Regions from separate parts of the Zea mays genome. Here region 1 is linked to region 2. The links are chromatin contacts, called in public Hi-C maps. All regions are on one chromosome and are shown on one strand. Each heading gives the region's core, a stretch centred on a gene start, on an enhancer-like site or on the middle of the called end of the contact. The rest is flanking DNA. Distances are from core to core; before and after follow the strand shown.

Region 1 (4,988 bases), core at 879-3,378, 230 kb before region 2:
CCCCTCAATCCCCTCCAATCCTTCCGGGATCCCGGATCACCAAATCAGCCCTAAAGGACCACCGAAGATTTTGCGTGCACATGTGGCTGCCGGCGACGTGCTTGACCCCGGTCACTATTCCTGCCCCTTAAGAACGTGGGCCAAATATAGATAAGGTACGAAAAATATCCTGTTCTTAGCCGGCACAAACAACTGTCTCGCTGTCTCATTTGTCCACGTGCAATTATTAGCTCACCCTTTTCCTTTTGTTTTCTAACTACTATTTCATCGGCCGTGCAATATTCAGAGAGAAACATTTGGATGGGCTCAAGATTTTTCTGGTTGAGATCACTAAAGACAGCTAGCCAAAGCCAGTGTTTATTACGATGAAAGCAGTTGCTTGAGAAGAACACGTGCTCTCAGTATGGGCTCAGACACCGAGCATGTGGGAGATGCGTGAAGCAAAGCAGCTCAAGAGACCTGCATGTTCACTCAACCTCTTGTCCGCTCCAAGAAGCAATAGATTCGGTTGGCCATGAGCCATGACACTTGGAGGCATCGATGTTCATCCGCGGCATCTCCATGGTAGATAGACAATTTTAACTAAATAATAAACAATAAACATCATTGCTCGCAGTAGCGAATCTAGCCGATAATATGATCGAGGTCATCAAGAGCAGTTTTGCTATATCATATAAAATTTTATGAACTTTAACAGTATTTTACTAAAGAATTTATAAAATTTATCGGGGTCGGCTGATCCCGATAAACCCCTCTAGATTCGCCCTGATTGCTCGGTTAAACGGCCAATGGGCTAGTTTGGAAACAAACTCAAATCAACTCCGGGAATGGAGAGGATTGCACGAGAAATGAACTAATTTCTTCCCCAACCTTCTCCCGTCTCGAATGGGATTTAAGTTATTAAACTAGCTCTAAACAGGCACCATAAACAGAATAAACGGAACATTGTGTAGCATTAAAATGGCGTGTAAACGGGCTAACGAACATTACCTACAAGACAAGTGCAGCCAAAAATTTTCCACTGGAAAATGCTACGATGGGCTTGCGCAAACCTAGAGAAACATTTACCTGATGGCGTTTTCTTTGTCGGTGAATAACTAGCCAATCCAATACATATATAAAGCTTATTCTGTCAGTTAGTCGAATATCTTGCCCTACTTTGGTAACGTACTCACTTGCAAAATCTTAAAAACTATTTGCTGAATTATTCTCTATGACTGGCCCCGCAACAAAATATATTGCTAAATTTTGTTTAAATCACATTATACTAATACATAATATAATGCATTTTTATCGCTCTTTTTTTTTTAAACCGAGAGTACATTTGTCTGTTTTCGCTGAATACGATTCGTGCATGTACAGTGCCCGAAGCCCCGAGCTTCAGTTTGAATGACACTAACACTGCTACCCAAAGTCCCAAACACTCTGAACAACGCTCGCCTTCAGCTCATGAATTGGTCCGAAACGTTCATTGATGGCGGGCAATTGAACCCCCAGCGGTTTAACGCGAGGCTACGGTTCTTGTTGCAGCGGTGAGCAGGTAGGCGGGGAAGGGATCGAAGAGGATACATACGAGAATACTTGAAGTTGCAGACTTGGGGGGTGTTGGCGTAGTGGAGCGGGCTGGCCCAGTGGTAGTGCCAGCGCACCTGGTCCGCCCACGGGCACACCGTCGACAGCTCCCCGCCCGCCGACTCCGGCAGCAGCGCCTGCACCGCCGCCGCCGCCTTCTCCGACAGGTACTTCTGCACGCCGCGCAAAGAGGCATCCATCAGAATTCCAGGAAGGAGCGCTCGCCCAGCTCTGCTGTCTACAATTCGACCCAACTTTCATAGGGCGGAATCGGGCGCGACCTCGGCGATCTTGCAGACCATGATGTGGCCCTCCTTTCCCCACGCGCCGGCGAGGGGCGGGGCAAGGAGGAGGAGGAGGAAGACGAGTGGGAACAGGAGCAGCGCCCGCTGCTGGTGGTGGCGCGCCATGTCTCTCTGCTCACGGTTCTCCTCCTACCTTCCTCCTCACTCCTCAGCGTGGCCGCTCTGTTCTTATGGAAGGAAGGTTGTCGCCTCGTGGAATGAGCTTTGGTGTTGGGCTGGTTTCGGGAGTTCTGGGCGGAGGGAACACAAGCGGGAGCTTTTGGGCCTGGCCTGGGTAGAAGAATAGCCCGAAGGACGTCGATGAAGATTTAGGCCCGGTATCAATAATCGCCTGATGGCTCAGTCGTGACCTGGTTAATTTTAAGATGTTTTTGGTTCAAATATGTTACCACCCTCCCTTCCAAAATAATACTCGTTTTAACTCTTAGTTTTGATGTTTACATTCAAATAGACGAATATAAACCTACATCAAATATTGTATGAACCTATTAATTAACTAAAACGGTTTTTAATTTGGGACGGAGGAGTACTAGACATTATTCATAAAAGATAGCTGTGTCCATATATTTATACGTATAGGAGTGGATGTGCTTACATATATGTATGCTAACCCATACTTTTTATTGCATTTCATAAGAAAACTAAACATCCTACATGTCTCATTTTGTGTAGTGGTTCATAACAAAACGTGAACAAACTAAATCTCTCATATTTTCCCCCTACTAGTTCAATGCCGGTTCAAAATTAGGAGTAAGTTTAGGAAACTATTAGAGATGCTCTAAGGTAGTGTTTGTTCTGGAGCTAGTTAGGATGGAGCGGCTCTAGGACAGGGAGCAGCTCCATCCGGAAGATTTTGGAGAGCTGGTTCAACATTTGAATAAAATTTTTCTTTTTAGAGTCACTCTGTCCTATATGTAATCAATCTAAACAAAAACAAATTGGAAGTGAACCGGCATACTCCAAAATCAAAGACTGTCTAAGATTACTCTTTGAATTCCGACTGGATTTCTGGTTGTAAATGATGCAATATATGCATCTGAGAGCATCACTGCAGCATGCAACTCTGCGTACAAGGGTGTATGACTCAATCCTAGAAGGCGCCACTAATAAAACTAGCACATTACGTTTACTTAATTAAAACAATGCCAACGTTACTATTCTCTAGTACTTCTATGCGGCTCTTAATATATGGTTAATGTCGTATTGATGCATTATTTTAACTTGAGCGAACATAAATATGCTAAATATGCTAAGGTGATGTTTGGTTCGTATATTTGTAACTTAATGAGTCACTGATAATGTTAATTGATGTTTACTTATATACCACACCAGAAAATGACACTAGAAAGAGACAGATCCATTTATAGTGGCTCAAGGGGTTTGTGGGGTCTTCTACAAATACGAAACGAAGGAACCGCTTCGAATCCACAACCAGGTGACTCGGCCATAGCTTTCTTCACTGTACCATGCATTTAGATAAATTTAAGCCCCTTTTTAAAACACAAGAAATTTATAGAAATTATGTAAAAAAATTCACTGAGATCAGTTTATTTTCGTGAGAAACGGCAAAAGAATTCCGTGAAACATAAGCAAGAGTAGCGTAGCGTGTTCAAGTTACGGTCGTCCATGGACTTGTCACCTCATCAGCTGCTGCGACAACGACATCATCCTGACGACCCAACACATGCATGTGCCGCCCGTCGTCGTCGGCGTTGCCCGCGCAAGGTGCGCGCGTAGGCCGGTTACCTACCCTAATGGGCTTAGGCTTAGACGACTCTTGCGATCAAAACCACTTGTTGAGCGACGAAAGGCGCAAGTTGTGGAGAAGACGATCCGTGCTTGCATGCATGGGGGCCGGGATGGAAAATTAAAGGAGGGTGAAGAAACACTCAAATAATGCTGGCGATAGACCCCTGGCCTCTCCGGCCTGCTTTTTATCACCACTGCAATGAGAACGAAAATGGCGGTCGCTTTCGGAGGGGAAGCAAACCAGCAGTACAGATCGAACTGCGGGCAGACCTGGCTAGCTATAGCTGCTGCCATGTGTCGACCGTGGAACGAAACCAAATTATTTTGGTTTTAAAGGTCTCCAGATCATGTCAGATCGACATATAAAGATGTGTACGTTTACGAGCAAGTTGCATCAGATTAGCTAGATCATGCATGCTTTAGAGAATTATTATTGTGTGTACTTCTCCATGTGTACTGATGACGAGCGGGTCCTCAGTCCTCACTGGCGGCGGTGGACTGGCAGCAGGTGCATACGTACACAGCAGGTGGCAGTAGCACTGGCTCTGGCTGTGACACAAATTGTTACTTACACTTTTTTTAATTATCATCACTAGTTAGCAAAACCACCGGTTGATAATCGTCGTTTCAATGATATCCACCTTCACAGCCGCATATATACCATGCATGTACTCGACAGAGGATGATCGTCAGCACTAGAGAGAAGCACCCAACGGATACACCTTCTATAGGCCCTAGTATAGCTAGTTGTAAAAGAGAGATGAGTACGAGGTCGTCGACTAGGTTTAGGATGACCCTCGGCTAGCTATTAGACCATCACATGACTACATCTAGTCAGCTGGTCAGTCGCTTCAATTCAAACACACATACCGATCATCAGTATCTACTAGAGCTACAAGACTCTAGTCTAGATCCGTAAATGTTGTTCAGTATATATGACCATTTAAGAGTCATTCTATCGGACTTATTGATAGATCGAGAGGATTTCTTTTAAAGATCACATAAGACCATCAGCATTCGTCAAATTGTCAAGGTCAGAGTTTGAGGAGCACCTTACCTGCCTGCCATGCTTATATGGACTTCTCATAGGCGTTGGCTTATACATTGATGACTTGTTCATAGACTTTTATGCTATAGTGTTGAGCTCGTTTTGTGGCACTGGGCACGGCCGTACGGTCCTGCTCTGTAGCCGGACAGTCCGGCCCGTGGACGGCCCGCGATTAGGTTAGATCAGGCGGATAAGCCCTTTTCGATAAGTCCCTTTTCCGTATATGTTTATCCATCGAAAACTGTGGATTCTGTTGGGAAATGTCTAGAACGGGTCAATACCTTCCCCATATATATATGAAGGGTACGATTGAT
Region 2 (4,988 bases), core at 1,741-4,240:
AAGGTGTAAGCCTATTTCCCTTTCACAGATATGTTGAACGACTATCACGAAGCACAGTTCGCCGGAGGATGTACGGAAGACGAGCCAGAGCCAGCCGCAAAGGCGTTCTACGACATGTTTGACGCGGCACAGAAGCCCCTTCACGGCCAGACAAAGGTTTCTCAACTGGATGCCATTGGGTGTGTAATGGTGTTCCAAGTCGCAGTACATCATGAGTCGAGACGCATTTGATGGCTTGTTGACGGTTATTGGCAGCCTGCTTCCGGAGGATCACATTCTGCCAAAGTGCATGTACGAGGCACAGATACATGCTTGTCCGAAGGGCTGCGTGCTATTTAGGAAAGAATACGCGGAGGCAAAGTACTGTCCGAAGTGTAAATCGTCTAGGTTCATGGAGATAGAATCTGGTGATGGACAGAAGAGGCAGCTCGACATCCTCGTGACAATCCTACGCCACCTTCCATTCATACTGAGGATCCAGCGTCTATACATGACCGAGGAATTCGCGAAACAGATGACATGGCACAAAATGGAAAACGATACAATCCTGACAATATGGTGCACGCATCTGATAGTGAAGCATGGAAACACTTTGATGTCATTCACCGTGAGAAAGCCGAAGAGGCTCGTAATGTACGTGTTGCGCTGGCCACAGATGGGTTCAATCCCAATGGAATGAGCGCTGCCCCGTACACATGTTGGCCCGTGTTTGTTATCCCAATCAATCTTCCTCCCCCGGTGTGTCCTTTCAAAGGCAGAACATATTCGTGTCGTTGATAATTCCCGGATACCCGGGGAATAAAATGGTCGTGTACATGGAGCGTTTGATTGATGAATTGGTGCATGTTTGATACCAGTACTCCATGCATGACTTACTGGCGTATGGGCTATTCTGCGCCTGGTGTGTTCACAGTAAGTTCCCATACCCAGTTTACAAGGAAGCTCTTAGGTTCATTTGGTTGAAAAAGGGTGGCAAATATTCGTCGTTCGATAAACATCGACAATTTCTTCCTTCTGACCATCCTTTCCGCCTAGACATCAAGAACTTTATGAAATGTGTCGTAGTGACATACCACCCACCTGTAACGATGACTAGTGCCGAAATTCGTCAACAGATAGACGGGCTCGTGGCCAATCCAGAAGGTGGTTTTGTGGGATATGGTGAGCAGCATATGTGGACACATAAGTCGGGCTTGACTCGGCTCCCCTATTATGACGATCAGCTCCTTCCACACAACATTGATGTGATGCACACTGAAAAGAATGTTGTCGGGGCACTTTGGACAACAATTATGGACATTCCTGATAAGTCAAAGGATAACGTAAAGGCAAGAGTGGATCTGGCAGCGTTATGTGATAGAACAAACCAAGAGATGAACTCGGTCTGAACTTGTTTGATGTTGGTAATGATTTGCGAGATACTTGAGACTTATGTTCTTGAGCGTTGGATACTTATGTTTGTGTTCGAACATGTTGGTTATGCTGTGATAACTAGTTTGATTTATGGTCTTTGTGAGATATGCGATGTATATATGATTTCTGTGATGATTATGTGATATCTGTGATATATATATGTGATATATCTTTTGTTTGTTTGGAGGGAATATGAAAAACAAATTAAAAAGGTGTATACTGATCACTTTGCCGAGTGTCAGGGTCATAGCACTCGGCAAAGAAAGAACACCTGGGTACCAGTAAAGCTTCTTTGCCAAGTGTTGTGACCCTGGTACTCGGCAAAGAAGCAAGCTTTGCCGAGTGCCTCCTAGAGCACTCGGCAAAGAAACTGACAAAGGGACCGCCAGTGGACTCGTTGCCGAGCGCTAGGCTAGTGGGCACTCGGCAAAGAGGAAAACTCTTTACCGAGTGCCACCTAATACACTCGGCAAAGGTAATCTTTTTGCCGAGTGTCACCTAGAATACTCGGCAAAGGCGCCATCTCCATTACCAGTCGCCGTGATGGCGACTTTTCTTTGCCGAGTACCGAGTGACACTCAGCAAAGTCTTTGTCGAGTGCCCGATAAAAAGTACTCGACTAAGAAGCCGTTGCCGATGTATAGTTCGCCGAGCTCTCTTTGCCGAGTGCTACACTCGGCAAAAACTTCGCCGAGTGTTTTCCAGGCTCAGGCACTCGGGAAAGAGTCTGATTCCAGTAGTGCATTTTATAGTGCCAAATTGAAGTGCAATTGACATATGCTAAGCAGATTGAACTCAATCCTCCCCTGAGTGACAGAAGCATCAGCGATTTCGCTTGACGCGTCTAGCTAGGCCACCATCTTGCCAGATGCCCATGTTAACCATCCAAACACAGCAGAAATATGCACATGTTCAGTGAAAACATGAAAACCAACTCAAAAAACATATTTATATTACTAGATTTTTTTTGAAACTTGACACATCCACAATGCATCTGTATATGTACTTACATGCGAGCTGGTATGCAAAATCACTTCTGTAAAGTACATACAAAAGTGGTAAATTTCAGAAGCTTTGCACTAGAATACAGAACTCTAGGAATTATCTTCTATTGAACATATACCTGAAATTTATTGTTTTTGTATATTTTTTCTAGATGTATTATTTGCATCCTAGATTTTACATGTGAGTACATATATGCACTATAGATATATCAAGTTTTTAAAAATGAGTGATCGAAATATGTTTCTTGAGTTGATTTTTCTCTCAAAAACAAATGTAGGTTTCACCGTAGTATTTTTTTTTCAAAAAAAGGGCCAACTCTTTTTTTAAGTGATCAGAATATGTTTTGAGTTAGTTTCTATGCTTCCATATAAAATGATATAGTTTCCATCACGTATTTTCCCATAAATACAGGATACAGCCAAGCTCTAGTTTTGTTGAACTCCACTGTTTGAGAATACGCTCGAAGAAGCTGGGACAATAGCTCTATCAACAAACACACACACACACACATGACAAACCATTGTTCCGTCGCTGTAGTTTCTTGTTGAAAGAAAAGCCCACTGGGCCTCGTACCGAGTACAAAGTGCTAGTAAAAATAGCAATAGGAGTATGGGCCTACGCGAATTGACGTATCCATGTCGCCTCTGCCTCTTTGTTTCCAGTGATCCACATGTTTCAAGAGCGGAAAATTGGACAGCCCGCACAGTTTATTATGAACAACAAGACAACCAAAATGGTTGATACTAATCATCATCTTTATTTCTTTCTAGCGCATCCAACGTGGATTGCACTGCAAGGCATCTTTACAGTGAATTATCAAGAAGATATGAAAGGAACCAGATTATTCTTTCATCAGCCTACAGCCCTATACATTAGTATATATGAGACCTTTTTGCTAACTAACCGTTTCATTTCTCGTATATGACAACTTCCCTACAACTACAGTGTGGTCACTTTACGACAGCCCCAAAGATCGACGCGCCTGTTAGCTGAAGAACCTGCTGTTTACCCCGGCCCTGTACAGCTGCAGAGACTCGGGGCCACACGCAGAGATCTTAACCTCAGTGTATGCTGGGACGAAGAAAACATCACCTTCGTCTGCCTTTTCTCCATCTGACGCAGAATCCAACTGAATCTCGCCTGCCCCGGTCATTACGAGAAAGATGGATGGACCTGGTACCGGGGGTACGACAACCAGCGATCCACCTGGAGGCACCAAGCAGCGATCGACCTCGAACTCGTTAAATGGAGGGGTGTAGCGCCTTACGTGTGGCTGCACAGGAACTCCGCGCAAAATTTCTGGGAAAGCCTAGATAAAAAAGAAGAAGACGCCCCGCAGTAGATGTAGATCAATTAATTAAAGAAGCAAATCACAAAATCATGCACTGAATTCTGAAGCATTTGCTCGCTGGGAGAGAGGTACTTGCCGAGTCAAGAACCCATGGAACAAGCAATATAAACGAAGAAATATACTTTATATGAGAAACAACAGTAATGATGACACTGACCTGTTTGTATGTTAGCATTGAGCAGAGAGTTTGCACGTCTCTGTATTTAGGTGTCAAACCAGCGCGTACAACGTTGTCTGAGGTGGCCATACATTCAATGCATTCCCCCGAGAGGTATGCATGCGGTTCATTTGCACCAATATAAAGCGCTTCGCCAGGACTGAGCTTGACATAGTTAAAAAAAAGTGCTGCTAGAACACCAACATCGTCTTGATATTGTCTCTCCAAGGACAAAAGCAGCTGTTCTTTGTCTGTTAAGGTCCTAATCTGAATAGAACAAGACATTATCAGTCAGTGGCTTGGGAATTGTTGTTCATCAGTTTTTTGCAACAAAATGCCAAGATGTGGATGGTACATTAGTCGATATACTCATATCACACATTCTTCTTTTTGGAGAGAGAGGAGCCTATTTGTATAGTTGCTTATCAGTTTTTTCCATCCAGGTATCTTTGTCAACTAGAAGAAATTGCCCTGTACATGTACATCTGAATTGTTTCAAATACCAACTTATACTTCTAAAGTATGACAGCTTAATGCTTATAGATTCAATTTAGTGCATATCTGTTGACATTTGAGACCTGCTTGTAAAATTTTGCTGGGTAACTTAGTGTGCCAAATAAAAAAAAGATGAAATGGCAACTTCAAAAGTTTAGCTGGCCATAAGACAAAATAGGAAATGCATAGGTGCCGCCAGTGCAATTTTGTCTGTACTGTAACAGAGAAACAAATAGGATAATAAAAATGGCAACACAGGGTGCTTGTAGCATGGAAACTTTCAAGCTTTCGATCATTTACTACTATCTGTTAGTAGCAAATGCTTGCAGTTTCCAATGTCTCAAATGAAATACATTTAACATTGGAGGCTTTGTGAATTGTGATCAACGATAATAACTTGTAAGTTATGCTAAACATGTGTCCTTTAACTTTAGATATAATGCCACGGCACCATGTTAACCACTTTCTTTAGGAAGCATCGTTCTAGTTAGTATCTGTTATTAAATGTAAATGTGTCTTGACCAACATAATAATTAGTATTACAAGCAACATATCACCTTGTAAGCT

Evidence for each region. A called contact is a pair of places that touch in the nucleus more often than the background predicts.
Region 1: a contact with region 2 is called in a Hi-C map of ear, with 4 times the contacts expected there. The contact joins the promoter of LOC100170237 here to the enhancer-like site in region 2. A contact is called at or near these places in 3 of 25 Hi-C or Micro-C datasets (ear, leaf and tassel).

The regions. Positions count from the first base shown.
Region 1 is chr8:11,949,833-11,954,820 of Zm-B73-REFERENCE-NAM-5.0, reverse strand. It overlaps LOC100170237, which reads right to left and starts at 2,128. Exons shown (of 8, transcript NM_001130119.2): 1 at 1,854-2,128; 2 at 1,574-1,745. The coding sequence starts at 1,982.
Region 2 is chr8:11,719,838-11,724,825 of Zm-B73-REFERENCE-NAM-5.0, reverse strand. LOC100272536 reads right to left here. Exons shown (of 5, transcript NM_001147004.1): 4 at 3,927-4,193; 5 at 3,158-3,727. The coding sequence ends at 3,404. Among protein-coding and RNA genes, the nearest start is that of LOC109941660, 21 kb to the right of the region's middle. Within about 2 kb of position 2,990, at least 15 of the 20 cell types and tissues checked have an H3K27ac peak or open chromatin away from gene starts, as enhancers often do. A contact at or near this core is called in ear, leaf and tassel, where this site is marked.